Regions from separate parts of the Muntiacus reevesi genome. Here all the other regions are linked to region 1. A link is a contact called in public Hi-C data. All regions are on one chromosome and are shown on one strand. Each heading gives the region's core, a stretch centred on a gene start, on an enhancer-like site or on the middle of the called end of the contact. The rest is flanking DNA. Distances are from core to core; before and after follow the strand shown.

What was found. Hi-C and Micro-C count contacts between places; a contact is called where the count stands out from the background.
Region 2: a Hi-C map of muscle shows a contact between it and region 1, with 4 times the contacts expected there. The contact joins the promoter of HEMK1 here to the promoter of MANF in region 1. A contact is called at or near these places in 2 of 3 Hi-C or Micro-C datasets (blood and muscle).
Region 3: a contact with region 1 is called in a Hi-C map of muscle, with 6 times the contacts expected there. The contact joins the promoter of MAPKAPK3 here to the promoter of MANF in region 1. A contact is called at or near these places in 2 of 3 Hi-C or Micro-C datasets (blood and muscle).

Annotation. Positions count from the first base shown.
Region 1 is chr4:107,380,570-107,383,549 of mMunRee1.1, forward strand. MANF (mesencephalic astrocyte derived neurotrophic factor) reads right to left here and starts at 1,501. Exons shown (of 4, transcript XM_065935358.1): 1 at 1,348-1,501; 2 at 465-592. The coding sequence starts at 1,432.
Region 2 is chr4:107,754,594-107,757,573 of mMunRee1.1, forward strand. It overlaps HEMK1 (HemK methyltransferase family member 1), which reads right to left and starts at 1,474. Exons shown (of 11, transcript XM_065933608.1): 1 at 1,455-1,474. C4H3orf18 (chromosome 4 C3orf18 homolog) reads left to right here and starts at 1,759. Exons shown (of 5, transcript XM_065935359.1): 1 at 1,759-2,027.
Region 3 is chr4:107,701,828-107,704,807 of mMunRee1.1, forward strand. MAPKAPK3 (MAPK activated protein kinase 3) reads right to left here and starts at 1,571. Exons shown (of 11, transcript XM_065933600.1): 1 at 1,416-1,571; 2 at 880-1,155. The coding sequence starts at 1,104.

The sequences.
Region 1 (2,980 bases), core at 251-2,750:
CTAGCCTCCCCTATGCCCATCCCGTCATCATCACCAGTCCTCACTCATGCCAAGATTGCTCTGGCCTCTGGGCACTCACACTGGCTGTTCCCTCTGCCTGTAATGTTCTTTCCCTCTCCATAATGATGACTTGTCTCAGAAAAATTCTTGACTACTGTCTAAGTTAGTGCCTACCCTCTCTACCATACCCTCCTGGTCCATTTTCTGCACAACTTGCATCCCACTGCATCATTTGCCTGTCACTACTCTCCCCTGATATTTCCGGTGTCCAGCACACAGTAGGTGCTTAATCAACACTAAGAGAATAACATCCCAATGGCCAAATACAGAAAGCACTTCAGACCCACATTAGTTCACTGACAGGAACAGCTGGTCTCCTCGATAGACAAGTGGGCGGGGTCTTGTACTTCCAGGCCTGGGATGTGGATACTTAAAACGCTGGCAAGGGCCAGCCAGCTACTTACCAACCGATTCTCTTTGCCTCTAGCTTCACTGCAGAACTTTATAAGTTCTTTTTCAATAGAAGCTGGAGAGAATGTGACATCTCTGTCTTTGAGGTCCTGATAAAATCTTCCCAGATAAGAAATACAAACTGGAAAAGAGAAAGAAGGAACATGCTCCAGTCATCACCAAATTGCAGGCCAATTCACCAGGCGGGAACTCCAGCAGCAATTTTAAATAGGAGACACGGAGAAAGGGGAGCTTTTCTACCACCGGATTTTCTCGGGTGCCCACAGGTAGACAGAACCGTGCTCCGGGTTGCTGGGTCCCCGAGTACACCCAGGGGATGCGGGGAACGAGCATCACCTAATGACCCACAAATGGCCCCTCCCTGCTCTTTCCATAAAGTTTAAACCGAGACTGAACACGTGTCCTTGAGCTAGGCTCACTGTGACCTCATAAATGGACAAACTAGAGGCCGAAGAGAAAAAACCGATGCAAATGCTACTCATTTCCAAATGCAACACCGAACCCCAACATGAATCTTTGCAACCCTATCACACCAGGCGCAGTGCCCACGGGCGGCCCTCAAGACTCCCCAACCTGGGCCAGAACCGCTCCCAGGAGCCTCTGCCCAGTGATGGTAAAGGACCAAAACTCCGGCGTTATCTCAGTTTCAGGCCAAACTGTCTGTATGATCTAGTCCTAACGTTCTCGTCGTAACAATGTTTTTTAGGCCCAGGAAATGTTTTCTAGACTCGGCGTTGGTCCCTCCTCTCGCAGACCCCACTGGGACCGGCCGCCCCCGCCCGCATTAGCCCCAGCCTCTCAGTCTTTTGGTGGTTGGGTTGGGTTCAGCGCCGCCGCCAGGCCGGCCACAGCGCTCAGACCCCAATTCCGCCTTACCTTCGCAGTCACCCGGCCGCAGCGCCCGGCTGGCTGGCAGCACGCTCAGAGCCAGCGCCACGGCCAGCCCGTGCGTGGCCCACATCCTCCACCACCCTCCGCCGCCGCCGCCTTCGCCGGACTGAACCGCGCCCGCCGTGCGAAGCAGCCCCCAGGTCCCGGCCGCGCGCCGTGGCTCCCTATTGGCTGGCGCCCCCCCACGCTCTCCCACACACCGCTTCCCCATTGGTCTACGCGCCTCGGAGCCCACAAGAGCGGCTCCACGCTACCCTTCCTTATTGGCTGGTGGCATCGCCCGCCCTCCGCCCTAGACAGTTGTCGACCGCTGATTGAACCGGGACTGCTCGCAGGAAGCGACCGCAGAGGCGGCGGAAGCGGCTCAGTCGCCATCTTTGGTAGGGGCAGAGGCTGTGGCCGAGGCGGATCGCCGCAGGCTGGAGTGGGATTCGGCCGCTGCCCCGCGCATGCTCAGTTGCTCTGTGTACTGTCTGTTTTGGGCCCCAAGTCCTCCCAAAGAAGCCCACGGACTTCTCCGCTCTGGTCCCGACTCGTGGTGCAGGTCAGGGGCTCTGTGGTCAGCCGCAACCCAACAGGCAGGGAGGGCGGCCGGCCGCAGGCAAGGCTCTGAAGAGATTTCTTTCCTTTTTCTTAAGGAACCACGTGGGCTGGGGAACCAGCCTTTGGGGAACCGCTGAGGAGAGCCCGGATTGCTCCGACAGGTCGACAGGAGGACCCGGTCGGGGTGGACAGATGTCGGGCAGGAGGGGTTGCCCGTAGGAGGGGGCTCCCCTCCAGGTTGTCTTCCCAGAGCTCAGAGGGGAGGCCGGGCCGGGACTGGTTGCCTGGCTTTGAGATCGTAAGCATCCCGCCTTACTTGGGAGATTGGCGGCTTCGGAGGTTTGGCCCCCCCCCGCCAGGAAGACCCCTTCTTCCCCCTTTTACTCACAAGCCTCGGGAGCCTGGCCGAGGCGGCTGGTCCTCGCTCTCTTGCTTTCCAGCTGAGCGCTCTCGGCCCTCGGCTGCCCTCCTTCCCGGTGCAAGTCTTGGCTCCCTGTGCTTGAAGGCCGGACGTGGGAAAGGTTGGCTCTGTGCTCAGGACGGAGAAGAGATTTCTATAGGGCTGAAAGGGCTTGGAGCCCAGCGGCAAGGGTTGGAGGGGGCATTTTGCGCTGCTCCCTCCCAGTCAGTGAAGTCAGTGGGTCAGTATCAGGAATTCATCTTTAATTCACATAACAGCAGTCAAGGGAGTGGGGAAAGGGAGGAAGGCAAGTGGCAGATATTTACATCTAAAACTTCACATTCTTGCTGGATTGAGAACATGCTACCACAATATATACAGTAAAATACTTTTTTTGGGACACTAGTACAAATTTTTTTTTTTCTTTTAACTTTGCTTTCTGATACAGGTAAGACCATTAAGTCACTTCTTATTTTAAACATAAATACACAAAAGAAATGGTTAGAAGTTTTCTTATTTTAAATAAGCACAGAATGCCAGAGGTTAAAAACACATTTATAGGGCTGAATACCAATTGGACAGCACACTCTATACATTTTTTGCTCAAATTCCTGTACAAATACACAGCATTCAAATAGGTATTTACAAATAAGCTTGAAAGAATGAAAATCAGTA
Region 2 (2,980 bases), core at 224-2,723, 370 kb after region 1:
CCAGAGCGCTGGCCAAGGAGTAGCCGAGGCCTGAAGTCGGGCGCAGCTTCTTCCTCTCGGCAAGACTGCCTTTAACCAAGCCTGTTTCTCCATCTGTACAACGGGGCCACAGACTTTCTGAGGAAGGCTACCAGAACTCTGAAGAACTCGAGGTCTCGAAGGTGTTCCTCATACCTTTCTAATAGGCTACTACACTCTCCCGCCACCCTGAAGAAACTGCCGCGGGTTCGGCTCCCGGATGTGCATAACCCGGATGTGCATAACCCGGATGTGAGCGCCCCAGAGAGACTCTGCTTCCGGGGTTGGTTCATTCGAGAAAGGGCTCGGGCGGATTCCGTTGACCAGCTCCAGGGTTCCTAGAACCGCTGGGTTGCACCTCGGACGCCCCTGCGGGCCAGTGGCGGGGGGTTGGGGGGTGGGGTGGGTATGAACGCCTTGCACACTACTTCCGCAGGCCCACGGTGGGAAAGGGTGGCGTTGTGTTAGGGTTGCTCCCCAGACAGTCTTCCTGAAGGTCGCAGCAGGAATACGGCTGTAGCCTGCGGTGACTGGTACCGAGTCCGGAGATGTGTAGGCCACCCGAAAGGAGGCGTGTCATCAGCTGCCAGGAGTCCAAGGGATCCGGCGCTATGCGCAGGGGCGTGGCCTAACATAGACTATGTCTGGGTAGAGCGGCACGTGGGCGTAGCCCAGTGTTGGGGGCGGGCACTAATTTGAGGCGTGGCACCCAGTGTTCAGGACCTGGACAGGACCAGTGTCCAGGACCAGGTGGCGACTGGACCCCAGGGCCGCTCTTGACCCTCTAACCCCTGTTTTAGGGTTTGGAGCAGGCAGCTCTAAAGTATTAGTAGACCAGGGTTTGAATCCGACTCGTCGGCGGGCTTTGTCCAGGTCGTCTGTGTGCGCCTCAGTTGCTCCTATAAAATTCATGGCAGGGCCTCTCAAGTGTGGCCTGCCAATGCCACTTCCCCCCGCCCTCGAGTCTATTGTTAACTAGATCACTGTTGACTAAACTACTGTTAAACATGCAGTTTCCGAGGCTCCGTCCCAGACCCGGGGATCTGTATTTGTAACAAGCTATTAACAAGCGATCCCCATAAGTTCCTCTGAAAACCTGAGAATTAGAAGGTATCTGAAAACTCCTCACTCTAGAGGTGATCGCGCTCTGGATGGAGGGGTATACGTAGGTTTTCCTGGGTGCACGTGCCCAATAATGCCTCTCCAATAATAATACCGTTCCATCTCCCTATTTCTCTGAAAGATGCCTCATTTCTAGCCAGAGGTGGGTATCATTTACCAACAGCCCTCACACCAGAGCCCATCTGAGCAGGAAGCTAAGAGCCAGGGAGGAGACGCGTCTTGCTCTAGTTCACCAAGCTAGTGGAGCGTCCAGCCAGAGTTCAACGCTGGCTCAAGGACTCCTAGTTTAGTGCTCTCCACAAACCTCTGCCCACCCGCATTCGGGGAGCGCGAGTCTGTCCTGGTGGAGATGAAGCCCGGGCTAGCCGGTGGCCAGAGTTCTGCCCTTAAGAAAGGCCTGGCCGCCCACAGTCCCCCGCGCAATTCTACTTGGGCCACGGAAGATGAGCAGTGGTCTGCTAGAGCTGAGACCCGGCTCCCACTCTCGCTGGGGGCAGAGCCAGATTTGAGCGGCAGGCCAGCGGACCAATGCAGAGCCGGCTCTGGGCCTGACAGCCAATCCGGGGTCGGGGGCGCAGGGCTGGCAGGGACGAGACTAGCTGGAGCAACGCGAAGACGCCAGGCTGCTGGCCTCAGCCCCACCCCCGCGGTGGGTCCCGGCCGGGCCTGTCGGTGTTCAGGCTGGCAGAGCGAGCGCTCGGCTGTGGGCGGTGCGACGTCACAGGCACAGCCCAGGAGGTCCACCCAGGGAGGGCGGACCTCTGGTCGGACCCGCCGCCCCCTGCCCTAGGACCTGGGGGGTCCACCCCCAACCTTGCCCCCGCCTCCTGCCGGTCGCCACCACCCTTAACCTCTCCGGCTGAGCTCGGCGCCCCAGAGAGGATTAAGTAAGTGCTGAGGTCGCCGCTTCTGTGCAAGAATGGAGGAATCAGAGGGGCGAAGGTGGGGATGGGGATTGGAGTAGCGAGGAATGATGAACCTGGTGGAGAACGGTATGTGGGTTCTCGGACGTCGTAGCGCCCAACCCTTTTCCTCCCCGATTCCGTTTCTTGCCCTTTGGAACATGAGGCAGTCCTGAACAGTGATGAGCAGGGCCCTTTCTCTCCTTTGGAAGGAAGAATAAACAGAGCCCCAGAGCAAGTGTTAAGGGTCTGGCCCAAGGTCACATCTCGGGGTCAGTGGCAGAACCAAGAAAGGACCTGGGACTCCTGACAAGCCCAGCCTACCTAGAGGCAGAGGACAGAGAGCGGAGATGAGCCTCTCCCATCCCATGTTTCTGTGCCAGCCTTGCCCCTTCCTAAGGGGCCGTCCCGGGTGTGTGCCCACCTCACACACACCCATGCACCCACACAAGGAGGCATCCCACATATACCCATGAGCTAGCGCACAGCGTGTGTATGCAGCCATGATCTGTGCATTGCTCCTCCCTGTAGGCCTGCCCTTCTGCAGTTTGGCTGGGACTTCTTTCCACTCGGTCTTATCCAGAGCCTTTTGGCCTGGGAAGGCCAAAGTCACAGCCTGGACTGGGCATATCACCCACCCTGTGCTCCCAAGGGAGGAGGGATGGGTAGGAGAAGTCATCTCAGAATGGGAGCTCCATTCTTACCTCTGAAGATTCGCTCTCCTTGACTGTCTCCTGGTCCCTGACAGCCTCGGCTCCCCTGTAGGGGTCCAGGGACCCAAGAACCTACAGAGAAAGCCCATCAGAGGCCCTGAATGTAGCCTTTTTCTCCTTCTTGTCTTCTGGCCTTGCCACACCTGTCCCTGCCCTCCCTCCAAGCACAGGCTGGACGACACACAGCAGAGTGGGTGCAGGGGCTTCTGTGGCCCCCCTTTCCCA
Region 3 (2,980 bases), core at 321-2,820, 320 kb after region 1:
AGCCACTCTCCTTGCCACGCTCTACCTATCCAAGGGGTCGTTGGCAGAGGTTGCAACTAAGTGAAGTTCGCAGCAAGGACAGAGTCAAGGGATTTGAGGTATGGGGCACGGTCCTGGGCCCAAAACTGTATGACCTGAGCCAGAACTACATAGCTCGGTCAGCCACCCTCAAGACTCCCAGGCCTCCAGCTGTATCAGTGAGGTCTTAACCAGGCCCACAGAGTCTATGGTGTGACGTGGCTAGATGGCTGGCCCGCCCTCTGCCCAGGAAACAGGGTGGGTCAGGTCAGAGGCAGGGCCTGCCCCTTTCAACATGGGTCTGGTTGACTCATCTGGAGCCCATGAGTAGCTTCCTGCCCACAGGGGCAATGGGTGTCAGGCTTGCCCACCAGTCAGCCCTGGGAGACTGTCACCACTCCAGCCTAGGCAGGCAGGGGCCTCAGGAGAATGAGCCCCACCCCAAGTTTTTGTGGGGACTCAGCCTCAGGCAGAAAGTAAGTGAAACCCATTCCAGTCAGAAGAGTTTCTCATAGAAGGAGAAGCCAAGCTGAATGCAGGTCCCCCATGGGCCCAAACTCACAGGCCCAGCCAGAAACCCAGAGTCAGGAGTCACTCCCTCCTTGCTTCCGGGTACAGCAGGCTCTACCCACAGCTGACTACACCCCTTGCTCCCTGGGACATTCTGAGCTTAGCTAAGCTAAGCCTCAGTTTCCCCACCTGTGAAGCAGGAAGGACCAGGAGCCCAACCTTACACAGGAGTAAGAGGAGGAAACGGTAACGCTTAGCCTAAGAAGCTTAACAGAGGCCCTAGGCATAGCCCACATCCACAGGTCTCTGCTGTTGGGGCCCCCGCCCTTGCGGGCGCGCGGGGTCACTGACCTTCAGGGCACACTTCTGGCCAGTACGCCGGTGGAAACACTCCAGCACCTTGCCGTTCACACCCAAGCCCAGCACCTGCTTGGACAACTGGTAGTCATCGGTCACTGCGTACTTCTTGGGCTCCCGCCGCCCCCCGAGGGCGGGAGCGCCAGCGGAACAAGGTCCGCAGGGTGCACTTGACGGGGGCGCAGGGCCCCCCAGCTCCTCCGCTGTTTCCACGTCCATGGCCCCGCGAGGCGCTCAGAGGCGGCCCCAGCCTGGCGCGTCCGGGGCCACCTGGGAAAGAGACGAAGAGTGAGTTCCGCTCAGACTCCTTCAGTACACTCCAGCCATGGACGCCCTAAGCCGGACTGGGCTTTGGGCCGGGGACAGGGCTGGGAATGAGGAACGAGCTGTGGAGAGGACGGACCCGCGACAGGGGGCGGTGGTCCCGCAAGCCGGGCACCAGGCGAGTCCTGCCCCGGCCACCAGTCAAGAGGGGAAAGCGCCGCGGGGTCCCGGGATTGGGAGGTGGAGGGGGCCCTGCGAGGGCGTACCTGACGAGGGCGTACCTGACGGCAGCTCACGGGGCTGTGGTTGCCCGTAAGGGGCAGACCCAGGGGTCGCCAGAGGCCGCGGCCCTGGGCGCCCAGAGCCGAGAGTCGCGCCGCCGCCTGCCCACGTGACCGCTCCCCTCCCCCGCGCGTCCCCGACTACATGCCGGGCTGGGTCAGTCTTAAAGGGCCAGGCTGGCCCAGGCAGGACGGGGCGGGGCCGGGCCGGACCCGCCTAGAGCGAGGCAGAAATAGGGGGCGTGGCTTCTCCAGGGGGCGGAAACCTCCGAGGCTCCGCCAGCCGCCGGGGAAAGCCAGCGCTAGAGCAGCCGGCTACCGACTGGGTTGTGCGAGCAGCCAATTGTACGCGCCACCAAGGAAGTGGCAGCACAGGAAATCTTCTCTTGGAGTCCCAGGTAGCCCCTGGAATCGGGTGTTTTCTCTGCAAGCTCTCGAAAGGGCCTCCAGTACAATTTGTAAGGTTTGCAACTTAGTGGTGGCCCACTGCCAGTCTATCTAAAGTCTTACTTTTTGTCACCAGAGCGAATGAAATGGAATTTTGTTGAGATTCAGGTCTGTCTGGTTCCTGGTTGCTCTTGGGATCTTTCTAGCACTGGCATCTCTCTCCTTCTGTGCATCTCTTGTTCATACTCCCTTGGAACACAGCATCCTAAGACTAGTGAATTTGCTCAGTCGTGTCTGACTCTTTGCGACCCCGTGGACTGTAGCCTACCAGGCTACTCCCTCCATGGGATTCTCCAGACAAGAATACTGGAGTGGGTTGCCATTTCCTTCTCCAATCCTAAATTCCCATTTGGTCATATGCATCAACTTTTCACCTTATGGCTTGAGCATTTGGTGTCATGTTTTAAAAGTCTCCTCCTTCCACCCTAGTGCCAGTTATTCTTTATTAGCTAAGTGGTTTTCCCTTCCACTCTGAGTCCATCTTAGATTGTGTGCTTAGTCACTCAGTCATATCCGACTCTTTGAGACCCCATGGACTGCAGCCCGTCAGATTCCTCTATCCATGGGGATTCTCCAGGCAAGAATACTGGGGTGTGTTGCCCTGCCCTCCTCCAGAGGATCATCTCAGCCCAGGGATCGAACCCAGGTCTCCGGCAATGCAGGTGGATTCTTCACTGTCTGAGAAACCAGGGAAGTCCCTATCTTAAATTACCTTACATATTTTGAACTCGTTTTCCCATCGCAGACTGTTAACTCTTATTTCACAAATAAGAAAACCAAGAACCCGTGAGAGGAAACAACTTGACTCGAGCTGCAGGATGTGTGCCTGTCTCCTTGGACCAGTCTGCACTGCTCCTGCACTTCCCTCTCACCCCACAACCCAGGAGGGGGCTCACTTGGAACAGGGATGATTGGATTGAATTGGGGCAGGGATCTCTGTGTGGGCCTCTGCTGCCATCTACAGGCCACTAGCAGGACCTGTCCCACCAGTAAGTAACTCCTCCGTATACCCAAGTTATCCAAAGGTATCTTTGGACCTGCATCTTTTAATTTCATGACTGCAGTCACCGTCCGCAGTGATTTTGGAGCCCAAGAAAATAAAA